3 separate regions of the Mus musculus genome follow, and regions 2 and 3 are each linked to region 1. A link is a contact called in public promoter capture Hi-C data. All regions are on one chromosome and are shown on one strand. Each heading gives the region's core, a stretch centred on a gene start, on an enhancer-like site or on the middle of the called end of the contact. The rest is flanking DNA. Distances are from core to core; before and after follow the strand shown.

The links. Promoter capture Hi-C pulls out the DNA fragments that hold promoters and counts their contacts.
Region 2: a contact with region 1 is called in a promoter capture Hi-C map of stem cell-derived epiblast-like cells, with 4 times the contacts expected there. The contact joins the promoter of Calb1 here to the promoter of Slc26a7 in region 1. A contact is called at or near these places in 4 of 39 promoter capture datasets (hippocampal neurons, liver, pre-B cells and 1 more).
Region 3: a promoter capture Hi-C map of second pharyngeal arch cranial neural crest shows a contact between it and region 1, with 5 times the contacts expected there. The contact joins the enhancer-like site here to the promoter of Slc26a7 in region 1. A contact is called at or near these places in 6 of 39 promoter capture datasets (the 3T3-L1 cell line, the C10 cell line, hippocampal neurons and 3 more).

The regions. Positions count from the first base shown.
Region 1 is chr4:14,619,153-14,623,166 of GRCm38.p6, forward strand. It overlaps Slc26a7 (solute carrier family 26, member 7), which reads right to left and starts at 2,626. Exons shown (of 19, transcript NM_145947.2): 1 at 2,537-2,626; 2 at 2,040-2,272. The coding sequence starts at 2,232.
Region 2 is chr4:15,878,168-15,882,515 of GRCm38.p6, forward strand. It overlaps Calb1 (calbindin 1), which reads left to right and starts at 3,097. Exons shown (of 11, transcript NM_009788.4): 1 at 3,097-3,310; 2 at 3,791-3,867. The coding sequence starts at 3,232.
Region 3 is chr4:12,769,356-12,773,665 of GRCm38.p6, forward strand. No RefSeq gene overlaps it. Among named protein-coding and RNA genes, the nearest start is that of Triqk, 140 kb to the right of the region's middle. Within about 2 kb of position 1,291, at least 13 of the 459 cell types and tissues checked have an H3K27ac peak or open chromatin away from gene starts, as enhancers often do. A contact at or near this core is called in second pharyngeal arch cranial neural crest, where this site is marked.

The sequences.
Region 1 (4,014 bases), core at 1,376-3,875:
TTGTTCCCCTTGCTGGGACAGCTTTTCCTGTCACTTCTACTTTGACTCAAAACCTCAGAGATGAAACTTGAAGATAGACCTTATTTGCAGAGACAGACAGTCAACTTTTCCAAAACCTCTCCTATTACAAATAACATTGGTATTACAAAAGGTCTGATGATTTTGGCTGTATGGAGAATAAAATGAAAACGTTGAGCATGTTGGCTTTGGAAGTGGAGGAGTCCTGACTCCTCCGCTTCTCAGGTATGAGGGCCTGAGAAACTGACTGCTTTAAGCCTCCAATGGAAAGGCAATGTTAACTCTGGATTCTCTTAATAGAAGAGGTTGAAAAAGAATTAGAAATGCATATTTGAAAAAGCTCTTTGCAAGAATTCATCTTTTCTGACAACAGAAAAAAAAAAAAAAAAAAACCACCAAGAGTCTTCCTAGCAGTGTAATTGTCAGCATACAGAACATGTGACCTGATCCAAACTTCTCATGGAACCAGGCTAAGTAAGTGTCTTGCTTCTCATCAGCTTATCAATGTACTTCTTCCTAATCAATGTAATGCATGATCATTAAAGTCTCCCAAAAGCTAAACCAAACTAACTACCAAAGGCTTGCACATAAGCCATATCCTAGTGACGAGCCTAAGGGAGCTGTATCGCATTCCCGGATGCTCTTGGCTACTGGGTGCTTTTCAAACATAAAAAGACAACTACTGCTAAAATCGTAATTATTCCACTTTTATTTTATATTAAATAACAGCAAAATAAATTTATGGGATATGGTGAAACTAAACATCTGGGGACAGAAAACTTGCTTAAGTCCATCAGCTAAATTTTCAAATGACATAGGATGTTTCATCTGGAATTTAAAGTCAAATAAAAGAAAGGCTGGGGATGCCCCAGGTCTGTTATTACTTTTTTATTTTTTAAAGATTACTATACTTTTGCTATTGGCAAAATGGTCATTAAAAATACAACACAGAGTTAAGCAGTAAAATTGTATTCCATAAAGATAGCACTGTGGATCTTAAACCCCCCACCCATGCAGATGTTCCTAATCAGACTGAAAACACAAATTCACAAACCAGTTTGTTCCAGCTACAGAATAATTTCATTAAAAGCATACTTATAATTGAACAGAAGAAATAATAGTTAAAGCCAGGGAGGTAGTGAGACTGCATGGAAATATAATCACTAGGAGTCTTTGCCAAGAAAGCTGTTCCAAACCTTTAAAGCTGGGAAGTTGAGAAATCAGTTCCTTTTCTGGCTACAGGTAGAACATTACTACCTGAATCAGCCAAAACTCGTGTGGACATACCTTTAAGGAAAGGAGGTACACATACACACACACACACACACACACACACACACACACACACACACACACGAGTGTCATTTTTAAAAATCTGTTCTGGGGATGTTTTACCATGTTATATTTCTCACTGAGACACGAGTTCTGTGGGGACTGCACCTCAGAATTAAACACGCACAGTGCAGTCCACACAAGCTCTGAGGATGCAGGATTCTTCGCTTTGCAAGTAGTGATCTTGGCAATAAGCCTCCTTCATGCACAAAAAGCTTTGTTCTCTGCTATAGCAAGTCCCATGGCTACAGCAGGTAACTGTAACTGTGTGCTGCTAACTGGGCTCATGAGCAATTGTATTCAGGACAGGAAATGTTTTATAGCTTGATTTGATGAAGGTGGGAAATTATGTCAGCACAGTGAAATCATAAAAGCTCATTTCTCACAATCACTGATCCATTACTCTGAACCAATATGAAATTTAACATTGCAAAATATGTAATTCCATTCAAGGGTTACTGCTTAATTGCTTAACTCCTAGCCAGGGGTAGAAAAAAGCCAAGTAATTTTAAAAGCAATTAGGAAAATCACACACAGAAACATCTACTCTGCTTATTTTCCTAAAATTAGTAACCATTTTATTAAGTCTGCTTCACTAGCTACACTGTCACCCCTCAAACATAATCCCCATCCAAGAAGCAAAGTGACATCCACTCTGCAGAAGACTGTAAACCCAAATGCACACTTACCTTGTGCCACCTGTTGAACTGCCAACATTATCCCAGACACAGTGTCTGGAAGCAGGTTTTCCTTCAGATTGTACTGCGGTGCCCATTCCAAGATAGGTAGGCGCCTCTTACACCACTGCTTAATGTCTTCTCGGTGGGGGGTGTGCATCTTGCCCCACAGCACGCTTCTCTTTTTCCTCTTTGCTCCCGTCATTTTTTCAGATTTTCAGATTCCCTCCTGTAGTAGTCAACTTCTTCAAGCAAGGGAGAGAGAAAAAAAAAAAATCGTTGGAGAACACCTCCTTTCGATGCCAGGCTCCAAATCGTCTGTGGTTTACAATGTCAAAGCTATCCAGAAAATAAATGTGAGAGAGAGAGAGAGAGAGAGAGAGAGAGAGAGAGAGAGAGAGAGAGAGAGAGAGAGAGAGAGAGAAACAGAAACACGAATGGATGCAACTGAGCTGTATGCCTTACTGTGGTTCAGCTAATTATTCTAGATAAAAATTATAGACTCAAACCTTAAATTCTTATCTGAATAAGGAATGGTTTCTGTTCATGTAATACTTTTCTGAACTTGGAAAAGTAATAGGTTCGGTGGTGAGATAGTTACAGCTCCCTTGCCAGTAATTCCCTTTATATTCACTGTCGTCTTATGTTTTTGGCTGCATTCCCAATGGTTAATGAGGTAGTTCTGGGCGTGTGGTGGAAGTGGGCTGGGCTATGCTAATGAAACCAGGAAGGATCCAGCCAGCCCAGCGTCTCCTACAAGCAGAAGCGAAGTCCCGACTGCCAGAGGATTTTCTGTAAAGAATATGCTACAGCCACACTTCTTTGTGAGGTATATATTTCCAACATCACTAAAAATTGCCAATTCCATAAAAGTCGGAAACATGATAGGGGACTACATGAGTCCTTGTCATTCTATTCTCTGGAATATGAAGTTTTCATTCATAGAAAAAACATTCAGATAACCACTGTGCCATCTGAGAAAGGACTAGCTAGTTCTTATAAACAAACTGAAATTTCATCTCCTGGGCTAAGGATTTAAGTATCACAATGAGCAAATATTTGTGGCTAGAGTTTATTTTTCTTCCTGTCTCTGCTCATTCACTTTTTACTGATTGTTTCTCTATGTTTTTAATTAACACACTTATGTCATTGTAAATAAAATTTATTGAGAAATTCAGTATCATTAAAACTATTGTTTGAAGCGGCACGGGTGTGTGCACGTGCGTGCACATGTGTGTGTATGTGTGTAATAGTATTTTTGTTGATATAACTTTTAGTAGAGCATTCTTTTAAAAGCTAGTGTTACATTTATAACAGAATAGACTGTCAAAGATTTTATTATAGTATTATTTCCCACAGCCTCCAGAAGAATAAGTCTGTATTATGGTCTGAACCATTGGAATTAACCCCAAAAACCAATATTCTAACTAAAACCGTGAAGCCAGAAGAAAGAAAAGCAAGCATGTAGTTATTTACAGTGCTTTCTAATGTCCGTTTGTCCAGAGACTAGACATCAGATGCTGGAAGCTATTACAACAGTAAGAACTTAGACCCTTTATTCTCCACAGGATTCCTGCTGTGTTTTTCCCATTAATTACATTAAGAGAAAGAGCTACTTTCTCAACTTCAAAAATATGTCCCTTGCTTGTAACATATGTAATACTTGGCAATACTTTTTTTTCAAACTCCATGAATCCTAAATAGATCTAGAGATATACATTTATATGAATGTGTGAGATTTTTTTTCTGTATTTCTCTGTTATTTTCATGACATGACATTTCTAACACTTCAATATATTTCTAACTCAGGGTCAAGCTAAAGGTTAGTAGAGGAGTCTTATGGCTGAGATGAAATTCAGTGGAATAGCTACTGCCTACCATGCATGAAGCCCTTGGTTCACTCCCTAGCAAACAAAGAGGGAGAAGGAGAGGGGAAGAATCTATTTCAGAGAGGAAGCTGCAAATGGTAGCATTTTAAACTTATTGT
Region 2 (4,348 bases), core at 1,847-4,346, 1.3 Mb after region 1:
ATCCTTTTACCAAAACATCTCTACAAACCTTTCAACTTCTGGGAAAGGGGGATGTAAGATCTTTCAGGAAACACTAGTAGGTAACAGCATGAGTCTCTCCCCAAGAAGGCTTGACTAATCTATTAGAAATCCTATGTGTGGACATGTTCATAAGAGAGCATGATGGAATCCTTCATGTGCTTGAACCCATAGTAAAATATCTGAGCATTTTCTTTTCCCCTTGAAGGCTAAGAAAGCATTCATTCAACCTGAAAGGTTCTGGTTCTCCCATATGCATAGTGATTTGAACTGCCATGTCTTAGTCAGGGTGTTTATTCCTGGACAAACATCATGACCAAGAAGCAAGTTGGGGAGGAAAGGGTTTATTTGGCTTACACTTCCAGACTGCTGTTCATCACCAAGGAAGTCAGGACTGGAACTCAAGCAGGTCAGGAAGCAGGAGCTGATGCAGAGGCCATGGAGGGATGTTCCTTACTGGCTTGCCTCCCCTGGCTTGCTTAGCCTGCTCTCTTATAGAACCAAGATTACCAGCCCAGAGATGGTCCCACCCACAAGGGGCCTTTCCCCCTTGATCACTAATTGAGAAAATGCCTTACAGCTGGATCTCATGGAGGCATTTCCCCAACTGAAGCTCCTTTCTCTGTGATAACTCCAGCTGTGTCAAGTTGACACAAAACTAGCCAGTACATGCCAGTAGGGCCTAAGTCTAAATACAGATGCAATAATTCAGTAACATGAAATGGGAAAGAGTTTAATTGTGCTGGAGATTTTTTTTCTCCTCTTATGACACGTGGGATCGTGAACCTGTTCACCTGAATGCTGTGTAATGAGGCCTAAGAGGCAAGTCATAAGAGTGCTTTGCAATGCTTTTGGAAAGTTTAATCTTATGGAACAATCACAGTATTCAAAGGGTGTGTACTTCTTCCAGAATCCTAGAAGGTGAGAGAGGTTCCTGAATATTTGAAAAATAACACCCTCCCAATCTTGGTTAATGAACTGAAAAATTCGGCAGGCAAAAGGCAGAAATAGTTCTTAAGTTACTTCAGAGCTGTAGAACTGAAACACACACTTGTTTAGTGTCCTTAAACTCAATTTAATTTTGAAGTGACACCAAAAATGTCTAAAAAGAGATGTTGATTTTAAATGAGAGTCTAAGACTAATAGTTATTTAAGAGAAAAATGTATTTTATGAAGTTACATTTCTTCTGCTAAAAAAAATTATCCAGGAAAAAATATTACCTTAGAAAATCAAAATGAAAAAAAAAAGAAAATCAAAATGTAAATTGAAGAAATTGAAGACTATAACATTCAAAGATGTTGAGGATGCCATGTTTACAGCTTGTTAATCTGAGTTGATACAAACTAAAAGAACTAATCTAGAAATGTTCTTTAAATTTTAAATTATATATGCTTTTGTACTAACAATAGTACCCCTATGACCAGGAAAAAATGTATATCTAAAATAAATATCTGAAGATATTTGTTGCAGCTGTTTGTCACAGTAGAACACTAAAAAAGATGGAATGTCTACAATTAGGATGGAAAACTATGTTATGTAAACATGGGCTAATGGAGGAAGTGTCTACCGAGGAACAAACTTTTGTATGAGGATGTGACTTGGGTAGGCTGAGATTCAGTTTTCCCTGGAAATTAAGAGGTATATGAACAAAAGTAACTGACGTGTATTGGGTCAAATGCCCCTTTACCTTTGTAAGCCACAGAAGGTAAGGTTAATACGTTTTATTGCACTACTTGCAGGACCTAGCAAAGTACCTGACCCAAAAGCTGTTGATAAGTGTTCACTGAATGGATGAAAATATAAACAACTGGGCATGCACATAATCTTTTTAAGTAAAAACAATATCCTTGTTATCCTCTCAGAGTTTGGCTTGCTTTGTGTATAATATCAGTCTGAGATTTGTGTGAGAATCAGATAAGGTGATGAAAGTCAAAACTTACATCCATGAAAACTTTAGAGTATCATGGCTGCAGGACTTGTCTGGAGAAGACAATTGGTTGCCTCACAATCCCACTATTGGAGGAAACACAAATGTGGTGAATTCCATATTCTATGACACACGTGAAACCTGTGGCGCTTCATGAGCTCGTTTTGAAAGTTTATACCACACTGGTTTGCTTTTGTGTTACTGTAACCAGACACATAGGGTTCATTTTCAGCAGACCATAAGGTCTCAAAAGATGGACAATTAGATAACTTAGAAATACTTACGTAAAAGAAAACCTAAATACAGTATTTGTCATATTAAAATACCAATTGTAACATGTAGCCGGATATTTTTCCCACCTCTAATGATTTCCAGTTTCTGGAAAAAAATCCCTCACCTAGAGATAGAAGCAGCGCAGCTGTAAAATCAGTGAGTGGGGCTGCTACGGAGTCACTGGTTAGCCTGGTGACATTTCTTTCAGTTTCTACTTTGTAAGATGCAAGTAACTAATGGCATCGATAAAATCACTTCCTTCCTAACATCTTAAATTCTTATAAGTTAATTCTACTACATTCCAATAATTCTGCTTCAAGCTCAAAAAGTAACAACAGCAAGAGCAGCAGACTCCTGCATTCTGCTGTCTCTAAGCATAGCTCACATCTTAAACAGCCACGTGATGGTCTCCATTAGCGCAATATGAAGCATTGTTACAATTAACCACAGCAACGTATGCATTAATCAAATTAAACTAACACTTGACATCTGATTTTGTTCAAATACTCAACTGCCTCGATAAATACTAAGTAGACAAAATCTCCACTGACGTGGTTTATCAGTCAGCTTTCCCTTCCATCTGAAAAAAAATCAAACAATTCTAGGTATGTTGCTTTACTCTAACATTCAGGAGTGAAAGCCTCCCTGAACCTGGGGGATGTGAGGAGAAATGAGTCTGAGCAAGGGATCCCCACCACCTGCTGCTTCCTAGACTCCAAAACTCCAGCTCCAGCTATTTCCTGGGAAGAGAGAAATCGGAGGGGAGGGGAAGAAGGTTGGTGAGAGCAAGAGGCGGGAGCTAGGAAAAGGAGGCAGGAGGAGGCGTGGCCCGGCCTGGGGCCGGCGGGATAAATACAGAGAACTGGGTGCGGGGTGCGGAGAACTCCGGAGGACGCCCGAACGGAGCAGCACCGCGGACAGCGCCCCGCCGCGCCGCGCCCAGCTCAGCCTGCGCAGCCCTCTCGCCCGAGGTTCGCGCTCCGCGCACTCTCAAACTAGCCGCTGCACCACGATGGCAGAATCCCACCTGCAGTCATCTCTGATCACAGCCTCACAGTTTTTTGAGATCTGGCTTCATTTCGACGCTGACGGTGATTATTTTCTTTTTTAACCCTTGCAAGACCCGTCCCCATTCCTTCCCTGCTCTTCCCTTCGACTGTGCTTGTTCATCCCAACCATCCTTTTCTGTTCTTTTCCGTCTTCCTTCACCCTGTCTAATCTCGTCTCCCCCTGACTGCCTACCCATCATCCTGGAAGTTTACACTGAGTGTACGCCATCCCCGTGCTGTAAGCGTTCACCTTTCTAGGAACGGTAACGGTAGGACAGAAGCAAAGATTGGGAAACCCTGTCCCCAAAAGTTTCAAACACCATCCCCAGCACCCCTGCTACCCTCCTATGCCCTTTATGCGGTTGAAGTTTTACACCTAGGAAGCTAAGCGCTGCGGCGGCTCATTGCTGATTAATCGGTGCTCAGGCTGTACATAGCCTCCCAGGACGGTTGTCCTGGAAAGAACCGAGAAGAAACTTAGAAAGAGACATCTGACACCTGGGTGTCTCTTTGTCTTTTCAGGAAGTGGTTACCTGGAAGGAAAGGAGCTGCAGAACTTGATCCAGGAGCTTCTGCAGGCGCGAAAGAAGGCTGGATTGGTAGGCTTGAGTTTGAGCAGGACCCTTCAAGCCTAAGACATACCTATTCTTGTGTTTCATAAAAGAGGTTTTGTGGGAGAAAGTAAAGGCTTACCTACTAAGAAAGGCGAGAGAGAACATATTTCCAAATTGCGTCAAGAGAAAAAGTGTGTGTGTGTGTGTGTGTGTGTGTGTGTGTGTGTGTGTGTGTGTGTGTTTGGTGGTGGTGGTAGGGTGTCTAAAGAGAAAATCCCTATCATCTTAAATCAGTCATATATTTCTATAATCCTCCTTTCCTTAATAGGTCTTAAAAGGAAATGTCGATGTGCAAGACCCTTCGTCAGATTCCCCACCTCCACCACTGAGTTGGTTGTGTGATTTCTAACTTCTCTTTTCTAGACGATAAGGAAGGGGTAGAAATACATTCCTGCCCCTTGGTGGTCAGGAACAGATCTGCAGATTCTAGTGCCAATTTCTGCTGCGAAGTCAGAGTAGCTGGGAA
Region 3 (4,310 bases), core at 41-2,540, 1.9 Mb before region 1:
AAGAAGGCTTTGAAGATGCATGTGTCTCAAGAGGCACTTCTTCAAAATGTCCTCAAGCATTTTCATAGTTCCAGGCTTCATATCAACCCATTTGGTGTTTATTTTTGTGTAGGCTAAATGGGAAGGATCTAGTTTTATTATGCATCATGTAGATTCTCAATTTTCCCATCACCAGTTCTTGAAGGGGCTTTTCCCAAAATATATTGTGGCATTGTTGTCAAAAATTAGGTGGCTATAATACATATATTTTACTTGGTCTTCTGTTTTATTTCAATGATCTCAACGGTCCAGCTGGTAACGACCCTCTTCAACCCATAAATATGTCTCTTATTTATATACCTGAAGCCTCAGAAGTCATGCCTGTGATAATCTTGTACCAAGAATGGGCACCTGATCTAAGCTCAGCTAATCAGTGTCTCCTGGCACAGATTTTCAAATTGGAACCAAAAAAATGTACTTCAGACCATTTGGACTTTTGGATAACAGATGTATTTACTTGGAGATTATGGGATATCGTCATAACTCTAAATGTTACTATAAAGGAAAGAGAGAGAGAGAGAGAGAGAGAGAGAGAGAGAAAGAAAGAAAGAAAGAAAGAAAGAAAGAAAGAAAGGAAGGAAGGAAGGAAGGAAGGAAGGAAGGAAGGAAGGAAGAAAGAAAGAAAGAAAGAGAAAGGAAGGAAGGACAGGCAATGGAGAGGCAGCAGAGTTGCAGAGAAAATCTGCCTCAATTCAGAATGGAATTTTCAGTTTCCCAGTCTAGTCTTATTATGCATTAATTATAACTGTCCCCCCCCCCAAAAAAAAGCTAAAATGAACTTCTTTTCAGCTATCTTAAATCATTCCTATTACACACACACACACACACACACACACACACAGGATGTGGGGCTACTTATACTATTAATGATAATTCTGGTTAAAGAAAAGAGGTTGCGTTGAAAAGTTGAACACATGGAGCTCATTTCACACACATGTGCTGCATCTGCTTTCTCAAACTGTGGAGATTAACATCAATGTGGTTACTTAAAGTTTGCCAAAAGAGGCACTATATGAAGTAAGGCGATAACTACAATCCTGGCAATGGTCTAATAATACATGCATAAAATTAGGAAGGTTTCAGAATTCCACACCTGGCCAGTGTGAAATGATCAGCAATGGCTCTTTAAAATGTGGGCCACCAGAGCTGGTTTGCTTGGCTCTAACATGCCGGACTGTTAGTCACATGACCTAGACAGTACTTTCATATGATAATATCAGGAGCCATTGCTCTTCTGTCTGCGCAGTGCTTGCCGTTCTTATTTAAATGAATTCCATCTGTTTAGAAAGAATTCTTCTTTCAGAAGCTCACAGTATCTGCTTTCCTAATCAGACAAAAGAAATTCTTCATTACAATAAAGTGTTCTCTCACACTAATTCATCCAGTCATCACTGGCAAGGCTTGCAAAGGTCTGTGCTGACTTGTGACTACTGTAATAACTTTTAAGCAGTTTAAAAAAACAAAACAAACAAAACAAAACAGCATTTAAATAATCAGTATGTCATTTAATTTCTATGTTACCAAAAGTATATAATTTCTTTCCACCTGCATAACTACCACCCATGTTCTAGTGTGACAGTAATTGAAAGCCATCAGTCTTGTTTTAAAAAAAATAGCATACCTTTCTTTAACTATAAATATTTGTTTTTTGGGCATTGTTGTCAAAAATATGAAGGCTGTAGTTCTGTGGACTTATATCTGAGTCCACTATCCTATTGATCAACGTGTTTGCTTTTGTGCAAGTGCCGTGGTCTCTCTAGCTGGTAATGATACTCTTCAGTCCTTAAATGTGTATATTATTTACACATCTGATAACTTCAGGAGTCATATTTGTACTTCTGTGCTGTACAGCTAATAAAATTCTTGTCAGTGATTTTAGAATCAGAACCAAAGAGACTATAGTTGCTACTGACACATAATTATATCTTTAAATATAGATAACCATACACATGTAGCAACAGAACAATAGTACTTGGAATCAACTTGTGGTTAAAGGATTTGTGGGTTACACTAAGAACAAAGTAGAAAATTGATGTTTATAATTTGTGGATCAATGTGTGGATCATGTGTTTTAGAAGCTTGTGTGTATGAGTCCGTTTTCGGTATCTTAAGGTACTAGAAAAACATGTGAGCATTCTTGAGAGTAGGAAATGAGTCTAAGATGAGAATAGCAGTAGACTGAAAGTCTAGGAAGAACTTTTACATTGTTTCCTCAATGATGCCTCTTGTTGCAACCACACATACAGGAAGCTTAGAAGGGCTGACAAGCTCCCCCAGCCTTCTTTTACAAGGGTGTGATATCCTTCACAAGAACTCCATCCCAATGACCTTGTCATACTGAAAGAACTCCTCTAACATCATTGCAGAAGTCCCTAAGTTCCAAACTATGAATTTGAAGATGACAGAAACATTGATACCATAGAACAGACCATTTTATAAGCAAGTGTTCTGCTAAGTCTGGAATTCCATTATTTAGAAATTATATTATAGTGATCATTTCTATTACTTGTAGGAGTAGGAATCATTTTCATGAAGTTCTTTTTTGATCAAAAATGGTTGTATAACTGAGTAAGTTTAGCCTCACTCTTACCTGAATAAAGAAATTAAATATGTATTACATCATGAGTTTATGTGAGTTCATATAAAGTATGAATTATATGATTCCATATAATGAGTAATGGTATGCTGTTAAATTTGCATTCTTTTCTTTGCTCCCATGAATAATACATTTAAGGCTTAACAAGCCACATTAATTACTATATGAAAATGCTAAGCTACTTAAAATTTCTCTTAAAGTAGATATAGCTATAGTCAGAGTTATATTTCTTTTTGAAAAATGATACCCTTCATTACATGGTTCACAGGTAAGTAGCCCAGCTCTTGCTAAGAAAAAAACAAAACAACATCAAAACTAAACCCATATAATGCATTTAGTCAGTTATTTTCAATAGTAGTTTGGATCTATCTATAACACTCTGTATGTAATAACTGTTTTGAAAGCCACTTCTTAGAAACTAGACAAAATGAAGAAATGAACAAATATATTTACATTTTACTAAGCATTTGCATGTAAACAGGGTAAAGAGCTGTTTATGCGAACGTTGGGTCTCATAGGAATAATGAGATTAATAAGCCTGGGATTGAGTCATCTGCACTGACAATCAATAAAGATTTCTATATATTTCTCTTCAAGTAATTGGCTTTCAATTCATTTTTGTTGGTTTTGCTCCCCCCCCCCCCCATGGCCATGAAGGATGTTAGAGAATTTCATCAGAAAGCATGACATCCTAGAACTTTTGGAAATCAGGGGTCTGGAGATGGGGCTTGTGTCAGGCAAGTTCTTTCTATCCCAGCATTAGACCGAGTCAAGACATCTACCACCCATTTCAAAAGCCCTCTGTGGTAAACTGTAACTTTCATCCTGGGGAAAGATACAGTTAGAACCCTGGGATTCCAGTTTAGCTCAGTCAGTGAGATCAATGTTCAGTGAGAGACTCTGTCATAAAAAATAAGGTGGGGAAGGGTGATTCAGGAGGACACTTGATGTTTGCCTCTCATCTCTACTTGTGTGGACACAAATAAAAACACAGACAGAGACAGACAGACAGACAGACAGACACACACACACAATTTTGTAAACTGAACAAAAACCTTATGGCCCTTCAGTGCCCTTTGGTTTCAATTGTACTAAGTCCTTGCTAAGTCAAGTATCCTGACTGGATAAATGAGATGTCCATTTTGTTGTGCAGGAGTATGGTGCCTCATTTGCTGAGCCTCCATCAGCACCATTGCTGTTTGTTGCCTCTCTTGGAAGTTCGTGGAGACGAGGCTCACACAAGACTGTTTTCAGTAGGTGGCTTTGCAAGGTTGGGCTGGGTTTTCTTCCTGAAAGCATCTACATTTCTGACTATGTTTAAGGTAAACCTTTGTTTCCTCCAGCAGCCGAACCGAGGCTCATCCGTAGGTAAGAGCTTCCCATCAGATTCAGTGACATCCTGTCACCAGAGGCATTAGCTGGAACAAACGACCATCTGTGTGCTGAGTCTCCTCACCACAGGGTCTTTTTTTATTCAGCATAGCTTTGCTCAGTCAGATAACATCTCAAATGATGGCATCACCATCAGTCTCTATTCCTGCAACAAAAAGGTAAGACAGTTCTGGAGCTTCGCTTTGAAATTTCAAGTTTTTATTTGACATTTGGAAAAAAGTGATCTGTGTGTTCAAGGTCAGGTTGGATTCTGCGGGTCATTTTAAGTGTTCACAAAAACAGC